Regions from separate parts of the Gossypium hirsutum genome. Here region 2 is linked to region 1. Evidence: chromatin contacts called from public Hi-C data. All regions are on one chromosome and are shown on one strand. The core of a region is the stretch at or near the end of the contact, and the rest is flanking DNA. Distances in the headings are between cores, read along the strand shown. Region 1 holds the start of LOC107893508 (26S rRNA (cytosine-C(5))-methyltransferase NOP2B-like). Region 2 holds the start of LOC107913339 (transcription termination factor MTEF1, chloroplastic).

Evidence for each region. A called contact is a pair of places that touch in the nucleus more often than the background predicts.
Region 2: a contact with region 1 is called in a Hi-C map of leaf, with 2.4 times the contacts expected there. The contact joins the promoter of LOC107913339 here to the promoter of LOC107893508 in region 1. A contact is called at or near these places in 3 of 34 Hi-C or Micro-C datasets (hypocotyl, leaf and petal).

The regions. Positions count from the first base shown.
Region 1 is chrA13:91,958,134-91,960,643 of Gossypium_hirsutum_v2.1, forward strand. It overlaps LOC107893508 (26S rRNA (cytosine-C(5))-methyltransferase NOP2B-like), which reads left to right and starts at 1,254. Exons shown (of 19, transcript XM_041085251.1): 1 at 1,254-1,414; 2 at 1,496-1,775; 3 at 2,422-2,510. The coding sequence starts at 1,496.
Region 2 is chrA13:92,155,613-92,158,122 of Gossypium_hirsutum_v2.1, forward strand. LOC107913339 (transcription termination factor MTEF1, chloroplastic) reads left to right here and starts at 1,255. Exons shown (of 4, transcript XR_005907697.1): 1 at 1,255-1,610.

The DNA.
Region 1 (2,510 bases), core at 4-2,503:
AAATAAATAAAAATAAAATAAAATTACATTATAAAAAAATTTACATTAATAAAAAATCACAAAACACTAAACTAAACACTAACAATTTATATAACCTAATAATAAATTGCTAACAAAATAACTATAAAATTATTTAAAAAAAAAATAAATTATTAAAAAATCACAAAACCATAAACTAAACACTAACAATTTGTAAACTAACCATAAATTACTAATAAAATAACTATAACATTTTTTAAAAACAAATTAGGTTATTGATAAATCACAAAACACTAACAATTTAAAACCTAATCATAAATTACTAACAAATAACTATAAAATTATTTTTTTAAAATTTACATTACTAAAAAATCACAAAAAACAAAACATTAACAATTTATAACCTAATCATAAATTACTAACAAAATAATTTTACATTAACAAAAAATCACAAAATACTAAACTAAACACAACAATTTATAACATAATCCTCAATTACTAACAAAATAATTTTAAAATAATTATAAAAAAGCAAAAAAAAAATTACATTCATAAAAATTATTAAACCAAAACCATAAACACTAAACATAAACAATTTATAGATAATAATTAATAACAAAAAAAATTCACAACATATTAATTAACCTTTTCAAATTTAAAAAATTATTTACTAAAATAATATATACCTTTTCTTTCTTTCTTTCTTTCTTCTTCTCCTCCTTTCTTTTCCTCTTTTCTTCCCCAGTGCCTTCATCTTATGGAGGACCATGCTTATAAAGTCCCCCATTTCAAATTTTTTTTTCCCTTTTGGAGGGACAACACTGCTTAGTAGTGTGCACAACAGGCAAAGAGAAGAAAAGCTGGGGCGTGGGTGTTTGGCACAGGGGTGCAGGGGGTCGGAAAGGATTGGTCAGTAGCACCAATGCCGCCTATCTGACATGCGCTACTAGTGCCACCAGTCCAGGTAGCGTCACACGGGTCACAAGTATTTTCAACTCGTATTTTGACTTGTTGACCGTATTTTGACCCTGTATATATATTTTAAAAAATAATAATATTTTTTATAAAAAAGAATTACTATAAAAAAAGATGGTGACACCTATAAAAAAGGCACCTCCTAAAAATATATTATTTTGGTAATTAATCCCACTCACAACTCATTTCAGAATTTAATTTTTTATATTATTTATGTGAATTAGTCAAAAATTGCTTCCGGAAGTTACTCCTAAGCCCAAACTAATAAAATCCGAACCCAAACCCTAAAACAGTCTGAACCAAATTTGGCCCAAAAAAGGGTCTTCCTCCTCCAGTCTTCCTTGAATTGAATTGTATGTCTTCTACTCATAGTACCGTTATTACAAAAATATGATATTATACATACCTTAAACCCTAACAGCTCCCAGAAGATAGAAGCTGCCAAAACCCTAATTTTAAGGTAAAACTTCAATATTGCTTTAGGTTTGACTCAGGTGTAATAGAACAACTCAAACTTGGTTATGTGTTTTTGCTGCTTCAGATGGCGTCTAATAAGAGCAAAGGAGCGAAATCAAAGAACCAACCTCCAAAAAAGAAGCAAAGGAATGATCTTTTCATTGATAAAAAGCGACCCACCAAAAAAGATGAGGTTTTGGATGATGTCTCTGATGGCCACAGCGAAGAAGAAGAAGAAGCTGGAGACTTATTGGATGGAGATGAACAAATGTCTGATTTTGATGATGATGATGTCTCTGAAATTTCAGATGAGGATGATGCTCCCTTGGCTGATGATTTCCTTCAAGGAAGTGATGATAATGAAGGTACCCATTTTTGTCAATTCCTTGTAAATTATGTATATGCTTTACTTGGATTGAATATAATGCCTTGTAATTATATTTTTACGTAACTCTGACTCTGGGTGAGTGTCTTATGGTTATGCATCCAATGCTGCTATACTCAGTTTTGTTCTTTCTAAATTTTGTCATATATTCATCACATATATGCATTACATGGATTTGGGGTGAGTTTTGGAGATGGGTATGTATCCAATGCTTTTTTCATATATAGCATCACAGTATGTGCGAAAGAAAGATATTTTAGAGAAATGAAGAGTTGGAATTTGTGTTTTTAGCTTCAAGGAGGCACAAATTTGTTTTGGACATGATTCATGTGAAGTACTTATTGTTCATGGCCTTTAGTGAGTTTGTGGATGGCAAACTTGAAATTCTAGTTTGCATCTATCTTGTTGTTCAAGTTCCCATGTCATGGAAGTGAACATTTGTATGTGTGTACCGAATAGACGCTCCTAGTACAAGTTTGGTGAAATCGTAACTCATCAAGTCTCCAAAGCCTAGCAATAGAGCTTTCCATGCAGTGGCATTGCAAAGTATTTTCAGGTTCCATAAATTTCACCATGTTTCAAGCTAACTAATTAATAATGGTTATTGTTCTATCATGTTTTTGCAGACAGTGGTTCAGGTTCCACTTCAGGTTCGGGTTCCGATTCTGATTCAGATGAAACAGATATAGAGGAGAAGTCCAGGGCTATCGATGAA
Region 2 (2,510 bases), core at 5-2,504, 200 kb after region 1:
CTCTCTAGACGTCTTTCTAAGGATGATGTCTGTTGCCCGGTCTATCTTAATCACATATAAACCTTTGAACACCTTTTATTTGAATGTTACTTTGCTAAAGTTGTTTGGTTTGGTTCGTCGTTGTCTTTTCGCTTTAATTCTAACCATATCCCTACTATCTCTTTTTAGATCCTCCGCTTACTCAAACATAAGGATATTATTACTTAGGAATCCAAAAGATTTTACACTCTTGTTGCTAGTACCCTCTGGATTGTCTAGAAATTTAGGAATGAGCTCATTTTCAATAATGTTGATCCTTGGAGGAATTATCAAGATTAATGATTTTGTCCAATCTATCCTTCTCTCTTTCAATGAAGACTCACTAATTGCCTCTCAACCATGTATATCTAGATTCATGAGATTAGAATTAGAGGCGAATCTAGGGGGCTGGTATGGGCCTCGGCCCCTCTAAAATAGAAAATTTCAATTTAAGCCCTTTAAATTTTTTTAAAATTTTAAATTAGTAAAAGTAAAATAACACTTTGACCCCACTAAGATTATAAAAATTAGATTTAATCTTTTAAAAATTATAAAGATATAGACTATAAAAAATTAAAATTTCATTCAGCCTCCCCTAAAAAGTTATTCTAGCTCCGCCCCTGATTGGAACCGCATCTTCTTCCACTTTGCATAAATATCTCCATTATTCGTCAAAGGTGGGGCAGTGATTGTACAAGAACCTGATGGGTCCCAGTTGATTTTTGGCAAAAGCTATAACCTGTAATCTTCACTTTGTTATCTATTCCATTATTACTCAAATCTAAAAATGTTGATCGTTGTGGTCTCCTCGACAAGGATAATAGATATATTAATTTAATTATTAAGCGCAATATTGTAGGTTGGAAGCTCAAACCAACTATTGAAGACATCCAATCGCTTCTCAAATCCATCACAATTCATCATCAAGCAAGGGACAATTGGTGGCTCAAAAAAGAAACCAAACAGCGGGCAGTTTGTGCCTCTAATCTTTCATCTCTTTCTCATGGCCGTAGCTTGGTCTGCAAAATTTACCCCCGAAAAAAAAACATTTTTTTGGGTCAATAGTCATTAAATTTTTATTCGTCTCAAATATCAAGTTGAAAAAAAAAGAAACTCTTCCTTAAAGAAAAGGCTTGTACAAAATTGGGCTTATGGGTTGTAAATTGAACCAAGGAAGTTGGGGTGAAGTCAGATTGACTATGATGGCCCAATCAGGTAGGCCAAATTTGTCGGAACCTGAAGAACTGTCTTTAGAAATCCAGACTTTGAGATAGGCAATCTGGGAGATGATCTTCAAGTCATAAAATTTTTGAAGCCTTATCCTCTTTCTCTCTCATCTCTGTGTGTGTTTCTTCCCGAACCAGAAAAAGGAAGCGCCACTCACAAATAGCCGGCAATGTACACGCCCACACACCATGCAACACACATTCCTCTCGCCTCCTAAAAACAATCCTTTCCCGCCACCGCCACCCTAAACACCATCATTTTCCCTTACTTTCCCTCCATTTTCTCTCTTTCTGTCTCTAAGAAGCTATGATTTTCATCTCTCTCTATCATCACAACAACAAGTTTTCTCTCAACAATTCATCTCGGTATGTAATCAATTTTGTTTATAATTTCTGTTTAAATTTGTTGAAAAAAGTTTTAGTTTTGTTTTCCTCTTGTTTTTAATGGTTTTGAGCTTTTGGGATTGTTTTGATTAATGTGTTTGAGTTTTTGTGATTCTTGGTTTTATTGTATTTTCCCTTTCCTTCGAAAAAGAATCAAGCTTGATGTTTTTTCTAACCGAAGGTTTATTTTTCTTTGATGAGTTTTTCTGGAAACTGGTTTTGAGCTTTTTCTTTTGTTTAAACTGATGAGTTGTATACCATTTGAGCGAATTCCTTGTGTAATAACTTGATTTCCATTAGAACTTCAGAAATTGGAATTTAGATTCATATTGAATGAAAATGGGATCCGTTACGTGATTTCAGAATCTTGGTCTTATTAGGAACCCGAAAACTTTAATTAATTGTTGAAAATGTAGCTTGTGCTGATTGTTGAATCAGGTCAGTAAGGAGTGAGCTTGAAGTTCTTTGAGAAGAGTTAGACTACGGATTAGCTTTTGTTGGGATTGTTTGATATTCTAATCCGTATTTGATAGGTTGATCATTGATGTCATAAGCCTATAAATTTGTTCATATTCTGAAGTAGATGAAATTTTTTATCCACCAAGTAATTAGAGTTCTTTCTGATATCTATGGCGATGTTTGTTTCCGAAGATGTGACCTAATTTATACTTGGGTTTCCTTTACTTGACATTATTTTGATTGTTAGTTATGTCTTCAAGTTCGAATTTTTGGCCGAATTTCTGGCATTTAGAAGTTGGATTGTCTTAGTGATGTTATTTTTCATTGAATGTGTTGCATTCTATTCGTAGTTGCTAGTTTAGACAAGATAGATCGATCTGAACATTTAAGCTGAAGTTTTATATGGTAGTAGATTCTTATTTG